2 separate regions of the Hordeum vulgare genome follow, and region 2 is linked to region 1. The links are chromatin contacts, called in public Hi-C maps. All regions are on one chromosome and are shown on one strand. Each heading gives the region's core, a stretch centred on a gene start, on an enhancer-like site or on the middle of the called end of the contact. The rest is flanking DNA. Distances are from core to core; before and after follow the strand shown.

The links. Hi-C and Micro-C count contacts between places; a contact is called where the count stands out from the background.
Region 2: a contact with region 1 is called in a Hi-C map of seedling, with 3 times the contacts expected there. The contact joins the enhancer-like site here to the promoter of LOC123446894 in region 1. A contact is called at or near these places in 3 of 6 Hi-C or Micro-C datasets (leaf and seedling).

What each region holds. Positions count from the first base shown.
Region 1 is chr4H:546,447,437-546,451,923 of MorexV3_pseudomolecules_assembly, forward strand. LOC123446894 (protein SOB FIVE-LIKE 5) reads left to right here and starts at 2,279. Exons shown (of 4, transcript XM_045123437.1): 1 at 2,279-2,865; 2 at 2,939-3,049; 3 at 3,146-3,229; 4 at 3,352-3,741. The coding sequence starts at 2,458. The coding sequence ends at 3,390.
Region 2 is chr4H:546,521,149-546,525,635 of MorexV3_pseudomolecules_assembly, forward strand. No RefSeq gene overlaps it. Among protein-coding and RNA genes, the nearest start is that of TRNAL-AAG, 21 kb to the right of the region's middle. Within about 2 kb of position 2,428, at least 1 of the 3 cell types and tissues checked has open chromatin away from gene starts, as enhancers often do. A contact at or near this core is called in seedling, where this site is marked.

The DNA of each region.
Region 1 (4,487 bases), core at 1,029-3,528:
CCGTCCCCGAGCCGATGGAGGAGGAGGAGGTGGCCGCGTTCCCGCCGGCGCTCGTTGGCGCGTCGTGGGGCTGGTCCTGCACCACGCCGGAGATGGCGCATGTAGTGGGGGCCGTGAACTGGTGCCTCATGCAGCCGCGGTCACCGAAGCGGGAGGCCTCGCCATGGGAGGAGGTGCTGCAGGCCAGCTTCCAGCACGCCCCCGCGCACCAGGGACCGTCGGCCCACCTCTGGACGTCGTCGCCCTACATCGACCTCGTCAGCGACGGCGACGACGACGACACCGGCGACCAGTTGTTAATTATGTTGAAAACTGGACTGTTTTGTGGCCGTGAAAACTGGGCCTTTGTTAATGTTTATCTTATTAATGGTTTAAGCTTTTTAAACAGAGTTTATTTTTTTTAGTTGAGTTTTTCTTTTTTTTTAAATCAAGTCCGACGCGGACATGATTTGGGGTGCGGCTGCGCGGTGGGCGCACGCACGACCCAACATACAGAGTCGGACATGCGCGAACCCATTGCCGTCCCAAACGGACAAAATCCGGCCAAACCGGACGTCTGTTTGGGGACGTGCGGTGGAGTTGGCCTAAGCCGGCAAGTGGAGGCGCGCGCTTGCTCCCCATCACGGGAACGAATGAGTCGCCCGCGCGGACCACGCAACAGTACCGCCTCCCCCCCCCCCCCGGCCGTTGCCGCCTGGCTGTACTCCACTCCACGATAGTTGTCTCATCTACGATGCAAGCAGAGTTTATAGCATGTTTTACCATTTGGCACGTTTAATGGTAAAGAATTTCCTTCCCAGACTTGAAGTGGTTGACAACATTTTCAAACCGCTCACATTGTACTGCGATAATGAACCCACAGTTTTCTATGCGAATAACAAGTCAAGTGTTGTTGCCAAGCACATTGACCTAAAGTATGGTGTTGTTCAACATAGAATCGAGGATCACACAATTAATGTTAAGCATATCAGTGTGACACGTATGCTTGCGGACCCGCTTACTAAAAACTTGCCACCCAATATATTTCATGAGCATGTAGCCGGCATGGGATTATTAGAAGGCTCTTGATTCTGGAATTATAGGACAATAAAAATAAACCTCTCCCCCTAAAGTAAGATGTATTGCACATTGAAATAGGATGTGTGCTATGAATATTATGGTTCAATGGCACTTCATTTCTTGTTGTAACACCTTACTCTGGTATATCATTCCTATGTAGAATTGACAAAAGTTATTAAGCCTAACGATAGAGAGGGAGAATTTTGGTATTTGATCAAGGCCTAACGGGCTGAAAGGATAAACATAAAGGATAAGTATTAACGCCCTTGTCACAACTAATGTGTCCTGATCAAGGGCGACCTAACCAACAATGGTTTTGGTCCCTTCTTGCGAGCGCACATTACTAGATGGAGAAACAACCGGCACCTACGAGAGGCTAATTCACATACGGTTTACTCCTGCTTCCCATATCCGAAAACCCTAACCGGTCTCGAAGAGCGCTGCAGCGACAGGAAGATCAACTTCAAGTTATGCCCATGTTTAAAGACAATGTGAGTGGCGCCCGGAGGGACGCCGCTACCCGCTGCTATCGTCTACTCCGAGCCTACATAACGCATGGATCGAGCAATCACGGGACTTCGCATCGCCTACACCAATAACTGCTTCCATTGATGGTAAGATCATAACCCATCTCTCTCATCTATGCAATTAGGTGGTCTAATGGTTAGGCTTAAGATCCAATCACGTCAACCCTACTGGACTTGTTTTCTAACACTCCCCACAAACCTCACACAGTCCACCATCTGTTGTGCAGTCAGGCATCTTCATGCAGCCAGCATCATCGCTCAGAAACAGAAGGCCATCAACTAATTCTCTACCAGGCACACAAAAAAAAGTTGCCAGTTCGCACCCGTCGCGCGGGCGAGACGAAACGGGGCAACATCCACCGTGCTTCCGTGCGACGCAGGACAACCTCGGCACTGTGGAAACACCGATCCAGCCCAGCATCCACAACGCGCCAGGCACAAGCCAGAGGACGGAGAGGAGTGCGGAGTTTAAGCCGGCAAGTGGAGGCGCGCGCTTGCTCCCCGTCACGGGAAGGATTGAGTCGCCCGCGCGGACCACGCAACAGTACCGCCTCCCGTCCCACCCCCCCGTTGCCGCGCGCCTGGCTGTACTCCACCCCACGTGATGCCTCGCTTCCCGCTCCCCTCCGTCGCCAACGCTGGCTGGCTGGATGGATGGATGGATCACCCACAACCCCGACCTATCACCGAGATCACGTTTTACTCCCGTCGCAGACTCGCGGGGCCGCCTCCCCCCGCCCCCTCTACTTAGTACGCGCTAACACTCGCGTACTGCTGCTAGCTCGGGAGCAGCTCGCTCATCAGTGCAGTAGTAGGAGTATTAGATAGCGAGTGGCGTACCAGCCAGCGTACGTGCGTCCGTGGCGAGGAGATGACGGGGGAGGACGCGGTCATGGCCGCTGCGGCGAGCTCCGAGTGCAGCAGCGGCTGCCAGTCCGGCTGGACCACCTACCTGGAGGACGACAGCTCCTCCTACTCCCGCGGCCACGCGCGGCTCCACCTCCACGCCAAGGGCCGCTCGTCCTGCCACTCCGAGGAGGCGGAGGAGGAGGACGACCTGTCCATGATCTCCGACGCCTCCTCCGGCCCGCGCCAGCTTCAGTACTCGCCCGGCTCCGACCAAGGCGCGGCCGCGCTGGCCAAGGCGCAGCGCGCCGAGAGGAGGCGTCGGACGGCGGAGCCTGCGGCGGCGAGGCGGCAGGGCAAGACAGCCTCCGCCGCCGCCTCGACTCTGCTCGAGGACACGGCCAGCTCGCCAGCCTTCTTCAACTACTCCAACGTAAGGCACTTGATTTGATTCCTTGTTCCTTTCTCGTGAGTTGTTCTGACGCGCATTAGCTATCATCCAGCAGGTGATGGGCTCCCCGGAGGCCAATGTCTACGGCGGCGCGGCCGGGTCGGCGATGGAGTTCAGCAATACACCCGACTTCTCATCCACCTTCTTCTCCACGACGGGCTTCGAGGTGCGCACCAGCGTCGAGCCGCATTAACGTCGCCTAACTAATTCCTTGCTTATATTGTGTGCTAATCCGCGTAGCATGTATCTTCTGGCATTGCAGTCTCCCTTGAGCGGATCTCCTCTGGGCAGCTACCTGCAAGTGCAGTACTCCCCTGCCCCTACCAAACCAATGCCCACAAGACAGGTGACTATTATCCCCACCTTTTTCCACTCTCTGATGCACACTGGCAGCCTTGCAAAGTTGCAATCTTTTACAATCTTATGTACTAGAAACTTAATTGTTTCTGTTTTTTTTTTCTCGCGCAGGGGTGCAGAGACGGAGGTGACAAGATCGGGAGGTGGTGAGGCCGTCGCCGTTGGCCGCCGTTACGCGGCTGCTCTGCTCCGTTGTGTTCTCGGAAGCCGAGAGGAGGCGGGCAGCTAGGAGAATAGAATAGAACGAGTTTGCGTTGCGTCGCGTCGCGTCGCGAGAGTCTCTCTTTCAAGTCTTGAGGCTGAGTTTTCTTCAGTTCAGTTTTCGTTAGCTGCTGCTGCTGCTACTTCATTTTTCCTCGATGCTCTGCGCCTGTGTCCGTCCTGTGTTGGCTTCACCATGACTGCAGTACCTGTCGTTGCTCCCCGCTTTTGAGCTGTCAGCGCAGTGGGAAACAAAAACCTGAGGGAAAAAAAACAAGCGGGTGTGACATCTTTTTTGCACCACATGCGTCTCCTGCACTGTCATGATGGCGCCCCATCTCCATCTCCATCTCCATCTCTCTCTCAGGTTCGCGAGCGTTGAAGTCAACCGCTCCATCCACCATCTTTGAGCTGAGTTGATTGACGATGGAAGCATCTACTGCCCTCTCCTCTTCTAGAACTAGATATTTTGAATAGAAGGTTCAGAGAAGAGGAACACGTATGATCAATGTCAACCAAGTATCGCCATCCACTAGAAAATTGATACTTGAAAATTGAGTAACTACAAGACTAGAAGCAAATTACTGTAATAATGAAAGGGAGAGCAAAGCTGTTAGCTACTAGACTGCATTCGTTCGGGTTCCACGTAGGACTTTTCTTAGTTTGTCGTGTTTGATGGTAACAAAAACAAAAGAAAGTGGCACGCAGACGCAGGGCACAGCCACACGTGGGCACTCAAATTTGGATTAGCCCCAGCCAGCCAGCCACCCTGCCAGAAGCCAAGCCAGATCGATCGGTCGACGGGAGAGAGAGAGAGAGAGAGAGAGAGAGAGATCGCGCAGATGGCTTTATAGCGAGTGATTACTAGCAGGAGCAGCGTGGTCGACAGTTTATGTGGTTCAGGGGCGCAAGATCTCTGATCAATTCTTTATTGCACCCAAAACGGCATGTGCGCCCCGAGTACCAGTGTCTGAGCGGGGAATAAGTAGTAATAATTTATTTAAGTAAACAGATTCTCTCTCACTCTCTCTCCCACACAGATAGAG
Region 2 (4,487 bases), core at 1,178-3,677, 74 kb after region 1:
ACGTGACTGACCCAAATTTACATAATCAGTCTACTGCTTAAGCTCGCCATAGTGGGTATCATAATTAGTATCATAGTCTTGATGCTAGCAAACATGCTTATGTAACAAATATTATGTTAAATGTTATGTTGTTATTATATGTCATATATGTCAATAAATGAGATCATCTATGATGATAATTTATGATATTATGCACTATGAATGTACTCCCTCCGTTCTTAAATATAAGTCTTTCTAGAGATTACACTAGTAGACTACATACAGATGTATATAGACATATTTTAGAATATAGATTCACTTATTTTGCTTCGTATGTAGACTTCTAGTGAAATATCTTAAAAGACTTATATTTAGAAACGGAGGGAGTAATACTTATCATAAAATAGCATCGTATGCATGATATGTTACTCCCCACTATGAACAGCATTAGTAGTCTGTCCCTTCATAATATATAAACCGTAGAGTCAATTCCTGTCCCCCAGAACGGGGAAACCATCCCACAAGGAGCGGCTCCAACAAAGATCGTATTGATCACAAGGTCACAAAGACACGAAAGCTCGGAGATCACCTGCAATGTCCACCCATCCATGCTGCAAAGTGCTCCAGGGACAACATGCATGTCTGGTTTGCATCATCATGCTACGTCAAATCCCAAACCCTATCCGGATCGTGGGCAGGGCAAGGAATGCGAGATCCTCACTCTCTCTCTCTCTCTCTCATGCGCACTCGAGAGGCCGGCGCACACATGCAATGCGTGGTGGCGGGCCGATAGAGGTGGCCACCGAGCATAGAGAAACCGAGCATGGGAGCCGGGATGCCAAGGATGCCTAACCGCCATTGCTCATCATCATCATCATGCTGTGGCGCCAGCTTTATCCGATCTGAGGTGTGGACGGCGCCAAAGCCTCCCATGCTCCCAGTCCCATTATCCGTTTCTGATGCGCACGACATGTCGACGGATTGTAATCGCTGTGCGATTCTTCGGTTTGATGCCTGAAAAAGTGGCCGGTTCACAAGGCCGGAATTCGACCGGGCGGCTGAGCTCTGTGTGACTATGAGTGCATATGTAGTTGAGAGAATTCCTTATTTAACACTGGCTTAAATCGAAAAAGTTTTTCTTTTTTATGTAACACCAATACTGAAATTTGTTCTTTTTAACACTTTCGTCCATTTGGCCATTGACGGTGTTAAATGATACCTGAAAAGATGATTTTACCCCCGATGAAGTTGTGATCAAAATTCATCACATACAAAGTAGTCCAAAATTTGGACAGATCTTCTCCCGAGTCCCGCCCCTCAGCTCCGATCTCGTTTGCCGCCGTCAGATAGGACCTCAGCATTGACTAGTCCGTGACCATCTACCTACTGGCCAGACAAAGCTGCCGCCGCCGGCGGCCTCTTCATCCTCCCGGCCAGCGACTTCGACATGTGATGTTGTCGTCACCCCGTCGGGAATGAGCTTCGTTTTCTTCGCTGTAGTGACTCCAACCTGTGGCGCTGCCTTCAACCTCCCCCTCGAGTTGTTGCCGAGCCACCCGCCAAGCCACCCCCACCTGCTGGCGTCGCGCACTGGCCGGGCCCCTACGGCGCAGATCCATCTGCGGCACGACCGCCGTCCATCTCGTTAGGGTTTGGGTGAACGAGAGAAAGGGGTGGGTTGGGTTCTGTCGAGGGAGAGATGCGTCGCTCGGAGGTTTCTCTCCTTTCTCTTTTTTTTTCTTATGGACATGGGTTGTTTCGTTAATGCAAGTTTACTTTAACGGTGTGGACTAACAAAATGGATAGAAATGTTAGATAATGCAAAATATTTACACTCGAAGTTAGATAAGGAAGAAATATTTCTTCTATGTTAGATAAGGAACCAACATTTAAAATAGTGTTATATAAGGAATTTTCTCTATGTACTTTCAGAATGGGACATTGTGCTTGTGCAGATCATTGGTTCGACGGATGTGCAGATAGAACTGTTCACTGGTCTCGATCGAGTTGAGGTCGCAATACCTTATCTTGTGTGTTTCAGACGAAGGCAGGAAGGAGCAGTAGCAGTTTCTTATCTTGATAGCTTTGGGCTACCGGAATAATATAATGATTCTGGTCGCTGACTACATCATCCTTTCCTACATCTCCCACGGTATACCAGCGTGTGACCGAAAGGCTTGCTGGAGTACACGCACGACGAACGTTATCCATTTACCCTACATGCAGGTTTTAGTATGTACGTATACACGCAGCAGGTTCAATGTATCTATCCTATACTCCTCGTCCTAGGTGTTGGCTCGTTCGCATCATCTTCCCCCGTCGACGGACGGACGACGGACCCTCCTGGCCTGGCAAACGAAACGAAATGAAACGGGCAAAGACAGACAAGAAAGGCAGGGCATGTGCATGTTTGCAGCCGCACGAATCGGCGCAGGGGCACGGCCGGTTCATGCGGTGCCGCCGCACCTGCCCATACCGGTGCGGGTGGGCGCGCACCACCGCCGAGAAGCCCCGTGTGGCCATGCGTGCTTGCTTCGAAAGTCGCGTGTCGCGTGGGCTCGTGTTCGGGCAAGCTGACCTTTATGTCAAGCCTTGCACGGGGTTCGAGCCGTGTCACGTTGGCCTCGGGCTCAAGCCCGAGAGGCAGAACATGGCTCGGGGCATGGAAGCGTGCGGCCGGAAACTTTGGGCACGTAGGAGGATAGAGCACATGTCCGGTTTCTCGTGGCGGGCGAACGGTTGCACGACGACCCGATCGAGCTATGGCATGTCGTCCGGATGACCCGATTCGTTGTGTTTGGTAGCATTTTCAACCTAGCATGGCCGTTTTTTTTTGATACATTCTGACTCTGAACATGTTAAGTACATACATTTGATATTGTTTGGTAGTGGTGTATGTGTTGAGACATGTTAAGTTGAAAATCTGTTTGCTATCTTGCATCTGTTTCGACATGTCGGTTGATATTGTATTTGTTTAAACATGGAATATATATTTTTTTTTGAAAATTAAACATTTTTAAATTTCGAAGTTTTTTTTGAGAGTTTAATCTTTTTTGAAATGTAAACAAAATTTGAAAATCTGATTTTTTTTAGAAAAATCAAAATATTAGAAAATTCAAACAGGTTTTGAAAATTTGTAAATTCGTACATTTTTTGAAAATTTGAACAAAATTTGGAAATCTGGATAAGTTTTGTAAATTTTATAAAATTTTAAAAATCAAGACATTTTTTGAAAATTTGAACAAATTTTGAAAATCTGGATAATTTTTTGTGTTCTATTCTGAAAATTAAATTGTTTTTTAAATTTTAAACATTTTTTGAAACACATTGTCGCTCGCTCTGTGGGTGTTCACTCTTCGTGCATGTTGAGAGGGTATTTAGGCTGAGCTCATGCATACTATGAAGGCCCTGTATAGCCTACTAAACATTTAAAATGGGCCGGGAAGGAAACTATTGAGCTGATGCACCCTCCGTACACTCTATCAATCACTTAAAAGTCGATCGAGAAGGGACCGACGAATGCATTGCAAAGGATGCGTACTGCAACCCATAGATACTGTACGTGCGAAGGAATATGTTTTATTTTAATACAGTGGTTTGTTTACAGTAAACACATGGAGCTGTTTGCCCTAACTTCTTCTAGTGAAATTATTTTCCCTAATAAACAACAAAATTCTTTATAAAAGATGAGCACCAATGTGAATCAGTGAATCCTAGTTCGCGGGCAAGTCGACGGTAGCAAGTACCCATCGCCCGCACCGTGACGGAGCGATCCGGCTGTTCAGTGGCTCCCCCGCAGGTTTTGAAAGATTCTAGAATCTTTACCTCGACCATTTCTTTTCAATTTTTTTGTTTTCTACTCTCAGTTTTATTTTGGTAATTACATTTTTTGTTTGTGTTGTCTTTTCATTTTATAATTTGAGAATCGCAATTTTTTAAAAATTAATGAATTTTAGAAAAATCTGGGAACATTTCTTTAACCCATGAACAGTTTATAAGATCATAAATAAAACTAAAAACAATTATAGATTATTTTTCGAAATTTTGAATATTTAAAGAAAAATCATGAATATTTTAAAAATTTATGTTTTTTAAAGTAGTTATAGAAAAATACATGTACAAATCCCTTTAGAATCAAAGAACATTTTTTAGAACTTCCACGGTAGTTGATTCTTTTAGGAAGTTTACAAGAAAAAATAACTAGGTCCGGCATTGTTTTTTCTCTTCTCGGGGAAAATTGCTTTCTCACCACTAGGTTGCGCGACGCAAATCCTTGTGTGCGCGTAAGAGCAAGATCAGCAGCTCCCTCAAAACCTCCCCCATTGGTATTACATGGGAGAAGACCAGAAAAACTGCCTCCAGCAGTTCCCTGAAACCCTTCCCTTTTCTTTGGCCTCCCCGAAAACGGCCTCTCTCTCCCCTCTATCTAGGGGAACGACGATCTCCTCGATCCCCTCCCCGACTTGTTGGAGGAGGCAAAGGCTCCGTCCGGAAACCTCCCTCCCATC